Linked DNA regions of Mus musculus: all the other regions are linked to region 2. A link is a contact called in public HiChIP or PLAC-seq and promoter capture Hi-C data. All regions are on one chromosome and are shown on one strand. Each heading gives the region's core, a stretch centred on a gene start, on an enhancer-like site or on the middle of the called end of the contact. The rest is flanking DNA. Distances are from core to core; before and after follow the strand shown.

The links. Promoter capture Hi-C pulls out the DNA fragments that hold promoters and counts their contacts. HiChIP or PLAC-seq counts read pairs in DNA pulled down with a chosen protein or histone mark.
Region 1: an H3K4me3 HiChIP or PLAC-seq map of bone marrow-derived macrophages shows a contact between it and region 2, with 4 times the contacts expected there. The contact joins the enhancer-like site here to the promoter of Gas2l3 in region 2. A contact is called at or near these places in 6 of 39 promoter capture datasets (the HPC-7 cell line, HPC-7-derived erythroid cells, cranial neural crest and 3 more), 13 of 484 Hi-C or Micro-C datasets (the G1E-ER4 cell line, brain, cerebellum and 8 more), 11 of 115 datasets of contacts at active chromatin or transcription factors (the 230-238 cell line, bone marrow-derived macrophages, effector CD8 T cells and 4 more) and 2 of 9 other capture datasets (adipose tissue and liver).
Region 3: a promoter capture Hi-C map of embryonic stem cells shows a contact between it and region 2, with 2.1 times the contacts expected there. The contact joins the promoter of Anks1b here to the promoter of Gas2l3 in region 2. A contact is called at or near these places in 5 of 39 promoter capture datasets (embryonic stem cells, hippocampal neurons, liver and 2 more), 1 of 115 datasets of contacts at active chromatin or transcription factors (large pre-B cells) and 3 of 9 other capture datasets (adipose tissue, embryonic stem cells and liver).

Annotation. Positions count from the first base shown.
Region 1 is chr10:89,701,873-89,704,572 of GRCm38.p6, forward strand. No RefSeq gene overlaps it. Among named protein-coding and RNA genes, the nearest start is that of 1500026H17Rik, 17 kb to the left of the region's middle. Within about 2 kb of position 1,414, at least 42 of the 459 cell types and tissues checked have an H3K27ac peak or open chromatin away from gene starts, as enhancers often do. A contact at or near this core is called in the HPC-7 cell line, adipose tissue, bone marrow-derived macrophages and 2 more, where this site is marked.
Region 2 is chr10:89,442,547-89,445,246 of GRCm38.p6, forward strand. It overlaps Gas2l3 (growth arrest-specific 2 like 3), which reads right to left and starts at 1,421. Exons shown (of 11, transcript NM_001033331.2): 1 at 1,309-1,421.
Region 3 is chr10:89,872,227-89,874,926 of GRCm38.p6, forward strand. Anks1b (ankyrin repeat and sterile alpha motif domain containing 1B) reads left to right here and starts at 1,283. Exons shown (of 27, transcript NM_001359241.1): 1 at 1,283-1,579. The coding sequence starts at 1,446.

The sequences.
Region 1 (2,700 bases), core at 164-2,663, 260 kb after region 2:
AGAAAGAAAAGAAAAGAAAAATAGGTGCTGCTCAGAGATAACGCGGAGGCTTTTTAGTTGTTGACTTTTTTCAATTCGCTTCCCCAGTTCTACTTTGGGTATGAGAGGAGGGTGTTTTGTTTTGTTTTTGTTTTTGTTTTTGCTTTCTTTTGTAAGGTTTCACACTTGCCAACCCTTGACAGACAAGGAGTTTTGAGAAACAGAAGGGAGAGATGATTCTTTATCTTCACCAGTTGGCGTTTTAAAATTAAAATTAAATTAATATTAACCCCAGTATCTCTTTGATACAAAGGAAAAAAAAAAAAGGAAACTCATTAAGAATGTCAAAAGATACCACCCATAAGCTTTAAACTAACACTCCTGAGGCAAAACACTATAAATTTGTAAACACAAACTGTTGCCTGGTAGGGGTGGTGATTCTGAGAGGGAGGATAGTCTTCAAACATGTTTGTAGAATCTTGTTTTAAAATATGTTGTTATCTTTAAGAAGGAGTACAAGGTCTGGAGATATGGATCAGCAGTTAAGAGCACTGACTGCTCTTCCAGAGATCCTGAGTTCAAGTTTCCCCAACCACATGGTGGCCTTCAACCATCTGTAATGGGGATCCAATGCCCTCTTCTGGTGTGTATGGAGACAGCTACATATATACATATGTATATATCATATATACATATAAGGATCCACATGATCCTTTCAAATATACATATATTTTATATTATAAATATAACATTTAAAATAAGTGCAAGTTATTTGCTTCTGCTGAGTCATTTATGTTGTTAGCACTACACACTAAATACTTATGGAGGGTATAGTACATTTCCTTAAGTCCTTTTTCCCATTTCTTGCCTGAGCTCTCTGGACAAAATGGAAATTTCCCTTAGGGTAATATTATTTCAAGCTATTCTCTTGAGATAGGACTTAATGGCTGTGAATCACTGATGTAAACATGGAGGATCAGAGGGCTGGAGAGATGGCTCGACAGTTTGGAGCTCAACAGTTGCTCTTTCTGAGGACCTAGGTTCAGTTCCCAGCACCCACATGACAGTTTACAGCCATCTGTAACTCCATCTGTAACACCAGTTGCAGGGGATCTGATCCACTCTTGTGGACTCTTCGGATGACACCAGACACATATTCATGCACGTATATGGTACACATGCATACATGTAAGCATCACACACGTGCATGTAAAATAAATAAGACTTTTAAAAATTATTTCAGTAGATTTTTTTTTTAAAAAAGAAATAAATATTTTAAGATCATAAGTATCTAAAAATCACGATTTTGCTTACGCCCTCTTCTGGCGCTGGGAGTGGAGATTTTTGTGGTTTTCCTTCTTTCCTTCCCATTGTCTCAGCCCCTCCCCCACCCCTTTGCTCTTGTTTACTCTTGCTGTTTCCTGTCACACTGGTTGGTTCACCCTCTGGCCCCATTCTCTTAAAGTGGCATAGGTTACAGATTCAATTTCCCCTGAAAGTTACACAGAAAAAGAAAGCATTTTTGTCATCGCATTTTTTTGGTCCCTAGTCAAGAGGAAAATGGAGTTTAAAATGTAAGTGCTTAAAAAACTCACTGAATTGGTATCAGTTTCAATTTTTTATATGAAAGCTGTTTCATTTGTCTTGGGTTTGAGTGCTTAGATTCAAGCTCCTAATTAAAAGTATACAGACATGTATGAAAATTCCACAATGAAATCCATTACTTTGTATGCTAACTTTAAGGTCAACAAGGGAATGAGAGGCAGGTAAGGGTGCTTGCTGCACAGATGTGAATCCTCAGCTTCTACTTAAAAAGCCAAGTATGGGCCTAGAGAGTTGGCTCAGTGGTTTAGTGCACTAGCAGTTCTTCCAGAGGTTCTGAGTTCAATTCCCAGCACCCACAGGTTGGCTCATAACTGTGTTTAACTCTAGCTGCAGGGGATCCAATGCTCTCTTCTGGCCTCTAAAGGCACTGGGTGCACATATGCTACACAGAGATATATACATACACATAAAATACATTAAAAAATATTTTGGGCTGGAGAGATGGCTCAGTGGTTAAGAGCACTGACTGCTCTTCCAGAGGTTCTGAGTTCCATTCCCAGCAACCACATGGTGGCTCACAACCATCTGTAATGGGATCTGATGCCCTCTTTTGGTGTGTCTGAAGACAGCTACAGTGTACTCACACAAATAAAATAAATATATATATATATTTTTTAAAAAGCCGACTATGGCTGCACATAACTGAAATCCCAAGACTATTGCATATTGAGGTCTGGTCTTTTCTGTGTATTGCAATGCTAAATGCAGGCCCCCAAGACCTGGTTGCCCCAGAGACAAGAGAGTCCTCACGTAGACCCATGTGAAGCTATGTGACCTTGCCCCCACCCCCAAGTTATTTGGTGAATAAAGATGCTGACAGCTAATAGCTGGGCAGAAGAGACATAGATGGTGTACTGGCTAGTTTTGTGTCAACTCGACACAGCTGGAGTTACCACAGAGAAAGGAGCTTCAGTTGAGGAAATGCCTCCATGAGATCCAGCTGTAAGGCATTTTCTCAATTAGTGATCAAGGGGGAAAGGCCCCTTGTTGGTGGGACCATCTCTGGGCTGGTTAGTCTTGGTTCGATAAGAGAACAGGCTGAGCAAGCGAGGAGAGGCAAGCCAGTAAGTAACATCCCTCCATGGCCTCTGCATCAGCTCCTGCTTCCTGACCTGC
Region 2 (2,700 bases), core at 171-2,670:
ATGAGGTTCTAATTCAACGCAAACTCGAGACAAATCAGATTAGCTTCCCATTCTCTCAATACATCCTTATTAGGTGTGTAAAAGGTGTACCTGATCCAAACATGAACAACTACTGAAAGACAGTAAAACATGTTGTACACTTTACTTTCTCAACAGGAAGGTGAAAAACATGCCTGAGGTAAGGAACTCTGCCCAGCGTCTCCAATGTCATGGCAGCAGACAGCTAGAAAGCAGTGTCAGCTGACCATAGTAAGTTTTAAAAACTGATGAGTCAGATGCAGCACCACGTCAGAATCTACACCAGAATATTCTTACTAGTTTCCTCCTGAAGGGAATTAAAGGTGTGGGGAAATCCCAATTTTCAATCATTCTGTGTAAGCTCAAGAGAAGTGAGCCCACAGCCATTCAGAACTACTTATCTAAGGGTAGTCATTAACGACCTCACATGGGCTAAGCAAAACCCAAACTCTGACCTAGACTGGACCCGCAGAAAAACACGTTCCTTCGTTTTAAAGAAAGACTACAGAGCACTCTAATGTGATCGACTCGGCCCCTAGGTTTAAAGGAGACAGGATGGAACGAGGTTGGGGTGGGGTGGGGGTGGGGGATATGCATGGGGATGCAAGCTCTTCAAATGGTTCCTCCGCCTCCCAGGGCATTCTGCAAGCCTCCCCCAATTCAGTTCTCCAAACCCAGGGGTGTGGGTGGGAGAGCGTTGTGCAAGGGCTCCACTAATGTTCCCTAATTCCGTTAAGTCTGGGAGATCTGAGCCCTGCAGAAGCGAAATAAGGAAGAGTCTGTAGTGCCTATCACGGGGCAAAACAGCAGCGTGATCATGAGTAGGAGTCTGTCCTGGGCCAATGATTATATCCCTTCCTTTCTGAGGATGATGATGAAGAAGAATCAAGTGACCTTTCTGGCTGGGCGCTGGGCAGCAGGGTGACCGGCTACCATGCACTAGTTTGTGTCTCAGAGCAGGACAGGTCGCGGCTCTACCTCGCGCCCCTCCCGCTCCCGAGCTCACACTTATAGCCCCTCTTACCCACCAGAGCGGGCAGGTGTCGGAAGGTGAGCTGAACGTCACCGTGACAGCCCCAAGAGCCAATCATAGCAGGCGGCTCCCTCAGTCAGCCAATCGCAGAGTTCTAGGGAATCCTGCAGCTCTGTAGCCCACCTGAACTCCACCGGGACGCTATAGACTGGGGAGGTGGGGGTGGGGAGTCCGTGCTGAGGCGCAGCAAAGATGCCGCAGGACAGGCAACGGAAAGTTAGGGAGGAAAAGAGAAATCCAAGAGGGAAGTCACTCACCAGCCCGGGAGCGAGATCACTTCTCCGGGCGACTCGGGCTCAATCTGTGCGTGCCAGCAAGCCTGCAACCAACCGCCGCCGCCGCCGCAGTTCGTCGCCCAGCGCGGCCGCCTGTTTCGAAGGAGCCAATCAGAACCGGAGGCGTGGTCTGGGCGCCACGCCTCCGGAGACTTTCTACCGCACGAAGAATTCGTAGCGACCTTTTCCAGTCCAGTCTCTATCAGTGGCAGTGACAACCCCTCCTATTTGTCCCGTCGTTCAGGAGAGTGTGTGAAGCCCGCCTCTCAAGGCTGCTTCAGAGCGCCCTGGAATGTTGCTCTTCCCAGGACTTTGAGCTCCTTCCAACCCTAAAATCTGCTTACATCCATCCGGAGGGGCACTGAGGTTTCCAGAAACACAAACCAACCCAGCAGGGACCCGTCCAAAGCAGAAGTCTTTCAGACAGAGCCCACCCCAGGCCCCTCACTGTGAAAGAGAGAGAAAAACCCTGCAGTCACCCCTGGAAGCCAAAAGAGGATGTTGGCTCTTCCTTCAGGAAACGTGGGGGAAAGGGGAGTTGGATGTCAAAGTAACAATGTAGCCATGTGATTGTTACACTGTAGTGATAGATGTGAGTTAACTTCAAAAGTGGCTTTTTGATGTGGGCTGATCTTACTGGCTAAAAGCCTGGAGGTTCTGTGTTCTGGCCCAAGTTCTTAGATTCCTGCGGCTTCTGTTCCTTTTAAGTCTTGACACCTCGAATGTGCAGGCTTCTCCATCTCTAAATTGTGGGCATTGAACTGAAACCTGGTCTCTCACAAAAACAATACAGCTTTCATAGGGAACAAAACAATCTCAGTTTTCAAAGGGCTGAGGGGCATGGAATGGGGAGTCTGTGAAACAGGGTGATGGTCAGAGGTTTGGAAATGACTAGATATTGAAGGAACAACAGGAATCTGCCAGAGGAAGTCATTGCTATGAACGATTGATTCCTAGGCAGGAGTAACAGCAAATGCAGGACCCGGGAGGCACATGGAACGTTCTGGAAGGAATCGTTTTGCATAACCTAAGTTTGGACCTGGAGAGACAGAGCAGTCTGAAAGTATGTGTGTATGAAGGTAGGCCTGATAGATACTGAGGGATGTAGATGCAGTCCTGGTGCAGGCCTGTGAGATAATTACAAGGATATAAAGAACAAGGAAATTCATTTGTGGGGTTTTCATTTTAGGGAGGGGGGGGTGTGTTCACTTTCAAAGATTTTTGAAGAAAGGAACAGAATAGTTTGTCATTAAAACAAACAAACAAACAAAAAGCAACCTAAAATGACAACTCCCTAAAGTAGCTCAGAAGGCGGGTATGAAGGAAGTATCTGGAAGAACTAAGAGGGTGATTTATCTGGCCTTGGTTATTATG
Region 3 (2,700 bases), core at 33-2,532, 430 kb after region 2:
GCCACGAGCAAGGAAAACATCCAACAAAATCAAGGCAGTCATACACAATGAACTGCTGATGATATATGCAAATCAAAGCAGCTCTCTCATCCATGCCCATTTATATTTTTCCTAGGGTGGATGTGGAAGAATTTCCAATGAGAACCCTTTTTCTGGTATTTGCACAAGTCAGCAGCTCTCCAAAGCCCGAGTAAAATTCAGGCTGATTAAAGACCCTAAAAAACCTGCAAAAGTCACAAGGCATTCAGTGGTTCAGAAACTAGGATAAACCAAACCTCTTCAGCTTCTTCCAAGGACGGACATCTCAGACTCTCACCAGAGAGGTAAAGCAAGAGGATGAAATATCCTTCAAGTCCCCCGGACTGGGACAGAAACTGCAGCAAAAGCGCCTCTTCTCAGCACCTCGTTCTCCATCACCTCCTAGTGGAAGATTTTCCCCAAGTCTGGTTACTGACTCTGGGCTTCAGGCAGAGAAGGCGCCTCAGCAGCTAGCGGGGTGATCTCCAGTACTCACACAGTTAAACCTCTTCAGAGACGGGAGAAGGGAGCAGAAGCGGGGTGGGGGGTGGGGGGAGAAGAGAGAGGAGGGAGAGGGAGCAAAGAGCGGGGAAGGAGGGAGGAGAGCGGAGGGAGCACGGAGGAGGGAGCAAGGAGGACCCCGCCCACTGGCACAGAACTGCACCCCCCCCCCAACCCCCCGCCCGCCCCACGGTCGGCCCCGGGCCGCACCTGCCGCGCGCACACGCCCCCCGCGCGCCGAGCCTCCGAGCCGCCGCCGCCGCCGCCGCCCTCCGCACGCACCCGCCGCGGCTCGTCCGCACAGCCCAGCCTCGGCGCGGGCCGCAGCCACCCCAGCCGCGGGCCGCGGCCGTCGTCCCCGTGTAAGCCCCGAGCCCGCCGGGCGCGGAACCCAGGTGGATCCAGGCTGGGCGTTTGTACGCACGGGCCTCCGCTGCCGTGGTTCGATACCCTCTAGCTCTGGGGAGGACGCGCTCGACTCGCTCCCTCCTCATCAGCCTCAGAGCGCTCCTTGAGCTCCTCAGTGCCGGAGCATCCTCCCCGCTGCTCAGCATCCTCCTGTCAGCGCCGGAGCATCCTGCTCAGGGCTCGGCGTTCTCTGAGCTCAGCATCCTCCTTCCGTTCCTCGGCAGCGCCCGGGCCCGGTCCCCACCCGCTCGCACCCCACCCGCGGGAAGGAGGCCTCGGGAATGCAGGGGAGTGGCTGTGGGGGCGCGTCGCCGCTTGGCCAGCCCCTCTGCCCAAACACAGGCTGCTCCCCATTGTAGAAGCTGCGCGGAGAGAAGGAGGACGGCGTGCTGCTCCCTGCGCGGGGCTGCAGGGAATAAGCCCGGGCATCCTTATAGGGTGGGGCGGGGAGGGCCCTGGCTTTTGGGGAGTGGACCTGGAGCAGGGAAAGGACTCTGTAGCGGACTCGGTGAGAGACTATGGGGAAGGACCAGGAGCTGCTGGAAGCTGCTCGTACTGGCAATGTGGCTCTGGTGGAGAAACTCCTATCTGGCAGGAAAGGAGGGATCCTGGGTGGTGGATCCGGACCTCTGCCCCTGTCTAATCTGCTAAGGTAAGAACTGGCACTCACTGCGGGCTCGGGGTGGTGGTGGTGGTATGCACACCCCTCGTTAGCATTGTGATGGGTACGTTCTCTCCTCAGGGTATATTGCACCTGGAGGTGTCAGCGATTCATTCTTAAATTAGACAGGAAAACAGACCGTGTGTGTGAAGAGGAGGCAAGAGCCTCCCAGTTAGACCGATGCTTTAGACTCTTGGAGTAATTTTAAAATAGCTTTTCCATCAATGCGTCAATCAGCTACTTTTCTCTAAACCGTGGTGCAGAACTTGTACATGTACTGGTGTTGCTAGAAGGAAATCGGCATGCCTGGTACTGTTTGTGTTTGCAGCTGTGAAAGCCCACCCCCTACTATTTGGCTATTTAAATGAGAAGCTTGTTGGATGCTTGCAGTTATCCTGCGAAAGCCACCGACTCCCTGGATTGCTGCTTCCTTCTTGGGCAGAAAGCATCAGCAGTGGGTAACGATCCCACAAAAACAAAGCCAGGGAACCTTCTGAGATGTCAATCAGGAGTGTGTAAAACTTGATGAGGCAGGTTGGGCAGCTTTAGTTTACTTTCAGTTTCCCAGACACAGCTGAGGGAAACATCCGGCTTGGGAAAGCGTGTGTGGAATAAATACAGCAGAGGCCTTTTAATGTTAACATGTTGCAGGTGAGACGAATATTAGTTCTCAAAGGTTCTTTCTAAGGTGACATTAAAAAAAGTCAAAGTCTTTATTCACCATACTAGAGAGAGCTAGAGAGAGCAGGGTTTGTCTGCATGTTTGAGAAACTATTAAAAGTTGAATTGAACAAATGAAATCTCTTAGGAGGCAGGAAGCCTGAAGAGCACTCAATGAAATTCAAGGAAAGCTCTTTAGTTCTCAAGTCGTGATTGTTCAGTGTGTCTTGTGTATTTTTGGAGGCATCTATCATCATACATAACTCTATCTTAAAACATCTCTTAATGGCAACTTAATGATACTTGTAAAAAAAATTAAAAGCTGGAGTGGTTTTCTTGCTTAAAAATATTTTGTATTACTTTTTATAAAAAATAAAAATAATTACACTTACTTGGTGTGTGTGTGTGTGTGCGTGTGTGTGCACGCTGTGCATGCCATCTACCCCATTCAG